Linked DNA regions of Mus musculus: all the other regions are linked to region 3. A link is a contact called in public HiChIP or PLAC-seq, capture Hi-C and promoter capture Hi-C data. All regions are on one chromosome and are shown on one strand. The core of a region is the stretch at or near the end of the contact, and the rest is flanking DNA. Distances in the headings are between cores, read along the strand shown.

The links. Promoter capture Hi-C pulls out the DNA fragments that hold promoters and counts their contacts. HiChIP or PLAC-seq counts read pairs in DNA pulled down with a chosen protein or histone mark. Capture Hi-C pulls out chosen DNA fragments and counts their contacts.
Region 1: an HNF4G HiChIP or PLAC-seq map of pancreatic cancer cells shows a contact between it and region 3. The contact joins the promoter of Grk6 here to the promoter of Tspan17 in region 3. A contact is called at or near these places in 2 of 39 promoter capture datasets (hippocampal neurons and stem cell-derived epiblast-like cells), 3 of 115 datasets of contacts at active chromatin or transcription factors (forebrain, pancreatic cancer cells and stem cell-derived neural progenitor cells) and 1 of 9 other capture datasets (pancreatic islet).
Region 2: a capture Hi-C map of macrophages shows a contact between it and region 3, with 2.9 times the contacts expected there. The contact joins the promoter of Mxd3 here to the promoter of Tspan17 in region 3. A contact is called at or near these places in 8 of 39 promoter capture datasets (the 3T3-L1 cell line, the C10 cell line, the HPC-7 cell line and 5 more), 6 of 484 Hi-C or Micro-C datasets (the HL-1 cell line, the N1E-115 cell line, brown adipocytes and 3 more), 11 of 115 datasets of contacts at active chromatin or transcription factors (T-cell acute lymphoblastic leukemia, embryonic basal ganglia, embryonic forebrain and 7 more) and 1 of 9 other capture datasets (macrophages).
Region 4: a promoter capture Hi-C map of hippocampal neurons shows a contact between it and region 3, with 4 times the contacts expected there. The contact joins the promoter of Lman2 here to the promoter of Tspan17 in region 3. A contact is called at or near these places in 5 of 39 promoter capture datasets (the 3T3-L1 cell line, the C10 cell line, hippocampal neurons and 2 more), 1 of 484 Hi-C or Micro-C datasets (embryonic stem cells), 2 of 115 datasets of contacts at active chromatin or transcription factors (large pre-B cells and microglia) and 1 of 9 other capture datasets (embryonic stem cells).

What each region holds. Positions count from the first base shown.
Region 1 is chr13:55,443,989-55,446,688 of GRCm38.p6, forward strand. It overlaps Grk6 (G protein-coupled receptor kinase 6), which reads left to right and starts at 1,343. Exons shown (of 16, transcript NM_001112711.2): 1 at 1,343-1,572. The coding sequence starts at 1,521.
Region 2 is chr13:55,328,395-55,331,125 of GRCm38.p6, forward strand. Mxd3 (Max dimerization protein 3) reads right to left here and starts at 1,337. Exons shown (of 6, transcript NM_016662.5): 1 at 1,204-1,337; 2 at 875-980; 3 at 220-249; 4 at 1-90. The coding sequence starts at 1,273.
Region 3 is chr13:54,788,144-54,790,843 of GRCm38.p6, forward strand. Tspan17 (tetraspanin 17) reads left to right here and starts at 1,262. Exons shown (of 8, transcript NM_028841.3): 1 at 1,262-1,538. The coding sequence starts at 1,452. It overlaps Eif4e1b (eukaryotic translation initiation factor 4E family member 1B), which reads left to right. Exons shown (of 7, transcript NM_001033269.3): 7 at 1-316.
Region 4 is chr13:55,361,344-55,364,043 of GRCm38.p6, forward strand. Lman2 (lectin, mannose-binding 2) reads right to left here and starts at 1,440. Exons shown (of 8, transcript NM_025828.3): 1 at 1,045-1,440; 2 at 778-896. The coding sequence starts at 1,246.

The sequences.
Region 1 (2,700 bases), core at 93-2,592, 660 kb after region 3:
CTCACCTCAGAACACAGGACTCTGGAAACATTTATGCTTTAGTCCTCGCCAAACTTAACTTTAGGCGTGGTGCCGCTTCTTGATTTGCTCAAAAGTCATAGCCTGTGACCACTCTGGTCCTTTAATGACATGGGGCGGGGGGGGGGGGGGCATGCGAGGCACCACAAAGCGTCCTCTCTAGTTCTTTGTTTTAGTAGCATTCATTCTAAAACCACCCATTAATGTGCTCACTTACAGGACAGCTACCACCTTTCTTCCCGCCTAGCACGTAAGCACTGAGAGTTTGGTTTTCTTGCTGTTACCACTATATCCGGCACCTGGCTGGGTGCCTGGGAAAAAAAAGCAGTGGCAGTATATATATATTTTTTTTCAAAAATGAATGAATATGGATCAAAAACATGTAGTTGAATCCGGTTGTTCCTTAATTCCCGAGTTTGGGCAAGCCTCCGTTTCCTGCTGTGCGAAAAGGGGTGGTGATGAGGAAGTGGGGGATTGAACTACACTGTGTTGATGAGATGCAAAATTCGGACCTGTCCCCCCACTCCCGGTCTCCGCGTGCAGCCAGCCACTCAACATCCAGCGCCTCAGGTCCCCACCTGTACAATGGGTGTGAACTCATCCTCAACGACTTGGGGTGGTTGCGCTGCCTTATAAGGCAGCAGAGGCCGAAGGCGCCGGACGGGTGGGAGGGGAGAAATCACAACATCCGGCTGCGGGGGCGGGGTACGGGGGTGCGGGGTGCGGCTGAATTGGAGGCAAGCGCTGCTGGGAAGGCAATAGCTTCCTTCGGTCCTCTGCTAGCTTTGGAAGCGCGCCCTTCTGAAGCAGCTGACCTAAGGGACGACGGCAGGACACCCATTCTAACCAAGCTACCTGATAGCCGGCAGGAGACACAGCGTGTCCCCAACAAAACCCTAGAAATCCCGTCGGCGCACCAGACACACAGCCACGCCCCCATCCTTTCACCCAATCAGATCGCAAAGCTGGATGGTCGACACGTCTTTAATCCAATCAGATGTTGGGTCTTCTGGGCGTGGTTCCCGAGAGGCCCCACCTCCGATTTCTCGGCAGAGGCTCGGCCCTAATTGGCAGCTCGGCATCCTACGAAGGCCTAGAAATTCGAACCTAGGGGCCGAATCCCGTCCGCAGTCCAACCAGAAATCGGCGACGCAACGGGGCCCTCCCCCTCTCCGCAGGGAGCGAGTTCCCGGCTCCGTGGGCGGGGCAAGAGAAAGAGGCTGACCAATAGTAGTCCGGCGCGGGGAGCGTCCGCTCGCCCATTGACTGAGCCAAGTAAACAGAGGGCGGGGCGGGGCGGGCGCCGGTGGACCGGGAGGGGCGCAGAGTACGCGGCGGGCGGCGGCGGCCCGGAGGCCGGTGGGGCCCGGAGGCCGCGGCGCGGTCAGTCGAGCCGAGCCGAGCCGAGCCGAGCCGAGCCGCGCCGATCGCCATCGGCTCCGGCTCTCGTGGGCGGTCCCGGCCGGCGGCGCGGCCTGGCGGGCCGGGCGGCGCTGCAGCCCATGGAGCTCGAGAACATCGTAGCGAACACGGTGCTACTCAAGGCCCGGGAAGGTGAGGCCAGGCAGGCGGGCGGCCAGGCCTGGGCGCGGGGATCGCGGGCGCGCGACCTCCGAGCTCCATGAGGCGTCCGGGCCCCAGTTATCCTCGTGCCCTGGAGTCTGCACCCGGACTCTTAAGCGCAGACATGAGCCCTTCCGGCCCTCCGCTTCTGCCCCCGGAACCCGGGGCCCAGGAGGGGCGGGGGTCGCGCCATGGGCCTCAAGTCGGGTTTGGGGGTGATGAAGAAGAAAGGGAAGGAAGGGAAAAGGTGGAACATGAGCCCCAGAGGAATGCGTGTGAGGCCTCTTCTACGTGAGAGGCAGGAAGGTGCCCCACGTGCCCCAGGCCCAGATGCCCTGAACGGCACAAAGTTGGTAATCGGTAAAGATTAGAGAATGAATGAGCCGAGCCTTTGTATAGACAACCCAACCGACAGGGGGAAACTTCTGGACACACACATTACATGCAGAACCACCACTCACCTGGAGCTTCTGGGCACTAAAAACGGGTGCATGGGTAACGTTTTTGGCATTTAGCAAGCCTTTGACCTACTAGGGCAGATGCACCGGGGAAATAAATGAGAGACGAGCATAACGGGCTATAAGGACTGTAGGGCTAAAAGCCAGTCTGGTCGACTTAGTGTGTGCGCGCACATGGATATGGTGCGGAGTTGCTCTTCCTTGGTTTCACTCCAGATGTTATTTGGCTCTATGGGTCCTAGATGACTAGAGCCAGACAAACGACATAGAGTGACATAATCATTAGATACCTGTAGTGCCCTACTCTGTCCAGGGTGCTGGTGGGCAAACACCAACAAGATTTTTCTTTTTGGAACTCCAGGGAGGGACACAGTGACAGCTTTCCACTTTCTGCTGGGTTTCCATGATGAAGGAACCTTCAGCTTCGCTGTTCTATATCAGTTTACAGGTGTGAAACTGAAGCTCAGATCAGAGATTGTAATTGACCTAGGGTCAGGCAGATACCCAGTAGAGTCTATAGGTAGCTCAGACAAGTCCCCAGTGTGCCGCAGTCCCTGATGTCCTCTGCCTACTTGGTGCATGTCACACCCAGAGAGGTGTTACCTGGAAATGGGATGGGCAGGTTGGATCCCTAGTGCCCAAGGGAGGCAATCTTATCTCC
Region 2 (2,731 bases), core at 87-2,586, 540 kb after region 3:
AGGAGGCTTAGTGTAGTGTATCGGGTACAGTCAACTCCCAGGGGCATCTGCTGCCTCAGTTGCTCTAAGCACCGCTTCAGCTGGGCTCTCCTGCAAGGGAAGGAGTCTGGAGGGCAGTACCAGCCCCACCTCCCTAGCCAGAGGGATGGCAAGGGAGGAAAGGTCTGAGAAAGATGGTCCTTGAGACCGGGAACTGTTGAGAGCCAGGTTGGGACTCACCTGCGCTTCTCCAGCTCGTTGTGCACAGACCTGTGAATGCCAAGGGGATCAAGTGAGGGTACTGTGCAAATCCTCAACCCCAGGCTGTTGTGCAGCTCAGACCTCACTACAGATAGCTGCGCCAAGGAAGCCTTTCGTGAGGGCCTGGGTTCCTTTAGGACACCACACCCCAGGTAGTGACTAAAGGAATCAGACACACACACCAAAAAATACAGGACACTTGCCCAGGTACTTGCGGGGTCTCGCCCCTGACAGCCAGGCAAGACAGGCTCCCTGGACAGATGTGACACTTGATCAAAAAATAAGCCTGTCAGAGAAATCAGTAGAGGGGAAACTATTTTAAAGAAACAGAATATGCAAAAGAACAGAAAAGCAGAAGCCTGTAGTAGAGACAATTCAGGAGTGTGAATGACCTGTGTGATGTGATGTGATGTGTGTGTGTGTGTGTGTGTGTGTGTGTAGAAAAGGCGGATGGAGCAGGGTACCTGGGCCGTGTGTGTGTGTGTGTGTGTGTGTGTGTGTGTGTGTGTGTGTGTAGAAAAGGCGGATGGAGCAGGGTACCTGGGCCAGAAGAACAAACAAGGAAGTGAGAAGAGAGTTAGATGGGACAGCTAAGGACCAGCATCCCTCCCTACACTGCCCCATCCCTGCTCACCGCCCACTGTTCAGCGCGCCAGGAGCTTGCAGGGGTGGCTTCCTCCTCCTGCAGACGGTCCCGGGGCTGTGGTGTGGACACAGGGACGCATAACCGTGCTCTGCCTCTGCCAGAGAGAGAACACAGCAACACAGCCCGTCAGCTGGAGCCCCTGGCACGGCGAAGTCAAGGAAAGGCTTTTGGCGCCAGGACCCTTTCCCCAGTCACTCCCTGCCCGGCTGCCTGCGAACTCCAATAGATGTGCGGGCGGCAGCGCGCCAGCAGCCCTCCAGCCTTGCTCCCTCCAGGTTGGGAGCCAAATTCAGCCCGCGCGCGGGGTCTGTCCTCACCTCTCTCGCGCCTCTCCAGGAACTCCGCTGCCTGCAGCAGGACCTGGATGTTGCTAGCCACGGGTTCCATGTCGGCGACAGCCGACGACCAGCGGGCTAGGGATGCTAGCCCTGTCAGCCGCCTTACCACTTTTGTTTCAATGTAACTGACACGGTGCCACAAGCACAGGGCCCGCCCCGCCCCCGGTCGCCCCGCCCTGGCCCCTCCCCGCCCCGCCCATGGGAACCCCGTCCGCCCCGCCCTGCCCAGCCCAGCCCGCCTCTTCCCGCCCAGGCTGAACTGGGCTGCTGCTCTGCGCTTTAGGGAAGAACCCTCCGCCGGGTCAGGCAGCCCGGACACCGGGCGCTGCAAGCTGCCCCACTCCTGCGACAGGCAATCGCGCCGGTCCTAGCAGGCGCCGGCCTGGGCTACACGTGCGCGCGGGACGCGGCCACATCCTCCGGGCGGGCCGCGAGCCTCGGAGACTGGGTTGGTTGATGCGCGGCCCCGCCTTCTCCCGCCGCGGGGGCCCCGACTCGGGCGGGAAAAGCTGCCGGTTTCAAATTTGAAAACCCGGACGAGGAGGGCGGGGGCGAGCTACGAGAGACGGCGATGCGCACGCGCCTGTGTTGGGGGCGCGGACGCAGGACACGGTACGGGCCGCCCCGTATCTGCCCTTCATTGGTCTTCGAATGGGAATCCCTCCTAGCTCTCCCGTCCTTCGCAGGGAGGTTAATGGCGTCGTGAAAACGTCGGCTGTTGATAGCTTCCCAAGCCAGGGCATGAAACACACTGTCTCACCCTGAGTTCTGGAGCTCCTCAGCGGCCACTGCTAGGTGTGACGACAACTCGCGTACTGTGAGACAGCGTTGCGGTGGTTACAACTAATGCCAGCAAGCAAACATACGTCTCTCATTAGGGCCATTGCAACCAGACAGCCCCTGGGGGGCGGGGTGGCATCTAGAACAAGGCTCTGCTAGCCATCCGGTGGAGGCTCCTGGATAGCCACTAGGGGTAGCCATACCTATGAGTCAGGAATGATGGGGCATTCTGAGAGTCAAGTGGACCAGAGAGGGGGCACTATGAACAGATGGCCTTAGGAAAACACAGTCACGTGCCAATCAGGCCCCTTCGGAAGAGGCTGTCTTCCCAAGGGAAATCGCCTTTTTTTTTTTTTTTTTTTTTTTAAATCCAAGAGTTGCGGCTACTGTGTAACAGTTTGTAGACTGAAAGGCCTGGTGGCTATGGAGAGAGACACCGGAAGGTCTGCCCAGCTCCGGTCAGCAGTCAGGCTCTTGTGCGTTCCCCTTGGAAGAGAAGGAGGAGCGAATTGACACAGGATCTCATGTGCAACAATCTAGCTTCAAACTTGCTATGTAACCCAAGATGGCGACCTCCTGATACTCCTTCCAGTTCCCAAATGTCGGGGTTTCACGCAAGCACCGTGCAGGCACAGACATCATACATCTGCTACCCAGGAGACTGACCTCAGAACAGGACGGAGACAAAAGGTTCTCCAAGGAAAGTTCCAGCAGAGGGAGGAGGCCA
Region 3 (2,700 bases), core at 12-2,511:
CTCTCCCTCCCTCCCTCTCTCCCTCCCTCCCTCTCTCCTCCCCCCCCCCTTCAAGTATGGACTAGGTTAGAGAGGAATTTGTGTAAAGACAGGTAGGACTGGGAACTGGGAATGCCCTGCACAGCCTTCCCATCTGAAGACAGTCCTATGGATTCTGTGTGTCTCCTCCTGCTGAAATGATGGATGGATAAACCTTCATGAGTGAAGAGATTACAGTGGTAGTTAGGCTTCACCGTGGTCTTGTTAGGAGGGATTCACTTGATGCTGATGATGCTTAAGGCCCTTTCTGTATCTAAATAAACACTTCTGGAACAAACTTGGAATCTAAATATTTAAGATCAGACGTACCTAAACCTGCATCTGCTCTGTCCTGTTTTGCATCAGAAGGACTCTGGTGAATCCCAGGTATCAAGGCAGTCAAGTAGGTATGGGACAGGGCGACCATAGGAATAGGCAAAACAGAACAGGCGTGGCATGGCACGCCAGCCTGTTTGTATTCAACTACACTGTGTGTGAATGCATGGCACTGTTCATTGGTCCCACTATTCCCAACCACTTATCCCTGGGGAGTGGACTCCTCTGGTTCTTGAATCTTAGACTGGAGATCCACTGTAATTATTCACACTTGGCTCACCAGCTTTGCCAGTTGGCTCATCTGGGGCCTCTGGAGGACTTGGGGAACTTGAGAGAAGCTAACTGGAGGACGGACTTAGAGAGGAGACGGGGACTCTTCAGAGGTGGGGGTTGCAAGGGGTTGAGTGTGACTGGGGTGTAGCCAAAGCCTGGCCCAGAGGCAGGGTCTTGGGGAGAAGTGAGACCTGTGGACCATAAAAAAAAAAAAAAGACGGATGTCTTGGGCGTGGCTCCAAGAAGGCCGACTGTGGCTCAGAACTGAGGCTGAGTAGGGCGGAGCTCCAGGAGGACTGAGGCCGGTTGGAGGCGGGGTTTGGGGCTCATCAGAGGCGGGACCCGGTTTAGAGGCGGAGCTCGAGAACAGAAGTTAGCTAGGGCAGAGCCTTGGGCGGGGCGTAGGCGGGACTGCGGGAGGACAGCGGCTAGGCATGGGCGGAGCCTGAGAGGATTAAGCCCGGCTGGGGGCGGAGTCGTGGTTATGGGCGGGGCCCGTGAGGACTGAACTTGACTGGGACGGGGTCGTGGGCGGGGCTCCAAGAAGACCGAGCCTTGCTGGGGCGGGGTGTGGACTGACACTGTGGGCGGGGCCGGAGCGCTGTTGGAGGGCGGGGTCGGATGAGGGCACCGCACTCCGGGTGTGGCTGTCCGAGCGCCGTGGGCGGTGCCACAGCGGGCGGGGCAGCCGGTGAGCTGTGTGGCTTTGACCATGAAGCCGCAGCCACCGGGCTAGGCCCGGGGCTGCTCCAGGCCTGGGCGGCCCGCAGAGGGCTGGGCCGGTCACCGGCTCGGGTTCCCGGGACGGCAGGTGGCCGCTCACCATGCCCGGCAAGCACCAGCAATTCCAGGACCCTGAGGTCGGCTGCTGCGGGAAATACTTCCTGTTTGGCTTCAACATTGTCTTCTGGGTGAGCGCGAGTCCGCTTCTCGCTCTGCGCTGAGGATAGGGGTTAGGGAGTCTCAGTTGCTGGTGAGGGAGATCCCGTCTCAGGAGCTTGCGACCAGGGACTGTCCCCCACCCCCTCCACCCCGATGCCCCGTCCCCAACTATTCTGGGGAGCTACTGGGATAGCTGGGGGGCGGGACCCAGTCCCAGCAGGAGGTGCTGGGAGTCTCTCTTTGCAGCCCCAAGTTTGGGCGAAAAAGGGGGCGGCGTTTGCCGGAAGACTGCAGGGGCGCGGTAGTTGCGGACCAGCCCCGCCCCGCCTCCCGGCCACTCCAGCTCCCAGCATGGTGCGGTGAGGTTCGCGAGGCTGGGTCCTAGCCCCGAGTCTACCCTACAGACGCTCAGAAGCTTGTGAGCCAGGAGGTTAGGAGAGAGGAAAGCCAAGGCCTCTGCCTCTGCAGGGAGAGGAGCTCCAGTTGAGAACAGGGAACTGTCCCTTGGGAACAGAATTCAGCATTCCATAGCTGACCAAACAAACAGAGGCTTCCTTCTGTGTGGCATCTGTGTCCTGGTCCTGCCAAGTCATCTTTCTCTTCTCCCTCCCCCATCCTATCGCCAAAGCCGGGCTGTGCTTGCTGTCCTTTATGCCAGGCCTTTCCCACTTGCATTCAGCAGGATTCAGCGGCTCTGTTCTCCACCCACGAGCCGTCGGGTTTGCCCTGTGGTGGGTGTCCTTGGATGTCAGCAGTCTTCTGTTCTGTAGGGTGTGGGCAGCTACAGGGAGCGCTGGCCTGGAAGTCAAAGGGCCTGAGTGTAGCAGGCCTTGTCCAGAGGCTTTTGGGCGAGCCTCTTTGCTCTCTGGGCTTTAGCTTTCCAGCCTTGGAGGAGCCAGTATTGGAGTTTATCCTTCTGGGTTGTTAGATTAAACGAGAGTTTTTTGTTGTTGAGACAGGGTCTCACTCTAGCCCATTCTGGCTTGCAATTTGCTGCAGTTTTCCTGTCTGAGTTTCTTGGGTGCTGGGATTACAGGTGTGAGCCATCACACCCAGCTTAGTAACACATGAATTCTGATGAGGCACATTCTCCCGACTGCCTTATTATTATCTGTAGTTTACAGATAGGGGACTGAATGAATAGACGGTAAGAGCTTAAATTATTTGTCTCGAGAAACATGATTATCAGTG
Region 4 (2,700 bases), core at 190-2,689, 570 kb after region 3:
TACACTCCTTGGTGTAGACATTGCACAACACTGTTACCACACCAAGGCAATAACATCTCTGGCTCCCTGCTCTCTAAAGGCAAAGGCCACAGCCAGTAAGTTCAGTGTAGATATAGCTAACAAGACTCTCAACCTAGCACAGAGAAAGGTAACTAGGACTGTTAAATATCTTGAAGGGGGGTTCTCCCATTGCTAACCAGGAGGCATCGGGTGTATCAAGGGAATTGATAAGAGTGGAGATCAGAAAGATCAGTTGAAATACTGTTTATTCTATTCGGTGGCTATATACTACCTCAGCATAAAGTCACGAAATCTATTCATTCCAAACACCTTGTTTGAGAACTAAATCTGGTAAGGTTTGGCAAGGTCAGTACCCTACACACAGTAAAATAGGCCGTAAGGATAAAGTTTCGCCCTTCCCTCGATTAAGTGGGTTCGATTTAGTCTGACAACTCCACTCATTTCTTGTTCTATGACTTCAGGGATGTTCAACTCTGCACCTTGGCTTCTTGCTTCGTAAGCCATCAAAAAAGCAGACATCATTACTTACCTTGTGTGATTTCTGAAGAAAGAGGTGAAAGTGTTTTAAGAGTCACGCACACTTTCTGACATACAGTAACTATACAAGTCGCTCTGAACGATCTGTGCGACCAGGACAGAAAAATCGGCAGGACAAGAAAAAAAAGGAGCACGTGTATCTACTAAGCTTGGTTGCTGACGAGGCAGGGACTACTGTGTCAGTGAACGGTCATGTTCAGCCTCTTGGGAGAGCCTCACCTGGTGGTTCCAGATCGAGCCCTCTTTGCTGCGCTCGTCCGGGGTCAGGCGCACGTACTGGCTCGTCAGCATCGTGCTGCCTTGGAAGTCCCAGAGCGGCATGGAACTGGAACCGACCCCTGTGGGCAGAGACGGACGTGGACAGGTGCTCAGAGGGCCGCGCCAGAAATCTACTGCGCTGCGCTGCTCTGCTCGACAGAACGGGCCATGCCCTCCTCCATCCCACTTCGGCCCGCGTCCTCACCCTCAGCTACAGGCCTCCCTCACCTTGGTAGGGCTTGATGAGCGAGTGCTCCCGCTTGAGGTGTTCGCTGTTGCCGTCGGTGATATCCGCAGCCACCGGCCCCAGCAACAGAAGCAAATGTAGAAATGTCGTGGGGCTCGGGCCGGGGCCAGGAAGCCCAGGCCTCCCTGGGCACCGCTGACCCCAGCCCCAGCCCCAGCGCCAAAGCCAGGCCTCGGCCGCCATTCTCCTTGTTCTCTCGGCCACTTCCGCCCTAAGACTTCCGCCTTCCGGGTGTCTTTTCTAATGGTCTCCGGCCGGAAGCCCTCCAAACTAGGATCACAGGAGAGTTAAGAAGGAAAGCCTCGCCGCCAGCGGGATGGCAGCCTTATTGGCTGGCCAGCCTCCTATCCCAGTAGAGCGCGGCTCCATAACTTTGGAGGTTCCTGGTCGCCTGACAGCCGGCCACGGCCGAGGGTTCTCATGAGCGACAAGGGGATCCAACCAATCATGGAGCAGCACGTTAGGCTTGCAGGCCAACGAAATGCAGAGGTCTCTCCTGGGACGGGGGAAAGCGAGCAGCGTCGTCGAAGCGGAGCATGCTGGAACTTGTAGTTTCGCGGTCTGCTTGTGCAAGCCGAGCACCCTGCTCAGTCCTAAGCTTCTGAAAAGATGGTGACTTTGAAGTGACCTTTCCAGTACAGTGGGAAAGCCTCACTGGAGTGACTCGGTGGGTGGGGCAAATCCTTTAGGCCACCTCAAGCTAGTACCACGCCTCTGGAGACTTAAAAGAGGCCAGTTATTTGAGGACCTCCTCTACCCCGCAATGACTCCAGCAGTCAGATAGAAGCAGGAGGAGCAGATCAGATTCTGACCTGGAACCTCAGGGAACGCCGGAAGACATCTGACTCCAAAAAGTATCAGTTCTTGTTGACACACCAAGTGTGTGTGGAAGGACCCAGGACAACTGGCTCCGGATAGTTGAACACTGTGGTCTCTAGCCCAGATACCATTCTATTGTACCTATTAATCTACTTAGGAAAAAGTTTAGTTGCCAGTACTATTTTTATTTTTTTTTAAAAAAAAAAAAGGAGCTTAAATTTACCTTAGAAATCCTGATTTCAGGGGCTGCAGAGATGGCCCAAGGATTAGGCGTACTTACTGCACCAGGCTGGCCTTGAACTCACAAAGATCTACTCGCCTCTCCTTTCTAAGCACTGGAATTAAAGACATGTGCTATTTATGCATGCCTTCCAATATACTTTAAATCATCTCTAGATTACATGTAACACTTAACAAATTGTATGTAATAGTGATGTTGATAGGAAACCCCAAAAAAGTTTGTGTTCAGTAAAAAGTGTGCTGGCTAGTTTTGTTTTGGTTTTGATTTTGGTTTTTTGAGACAGGGTTTCTCTGTATAGCCCTGTCTATCCTGGAACTCACTCGACAGACCAGGCTGGCCTCAAACTCAGAAATCTGCCTGCCTCTGCCTCCCAAGTGTTGGGATTAAAGGTGTGCACTATCACCGCCCAGCAGAAGTGTGCTGGCTAGTTTTATGTCAACGTTTCACAAGCTAGAAAGGAAGGAACATTTGAGTTGAGAAAATGCCTCCATAAGATCTGGCTATAGGGCTGGAGAGATGGCTCAATGGTTAAGCGCACTAACTGCTCTTCCAGAGATCCTGAGTTCAATTCCCAGCA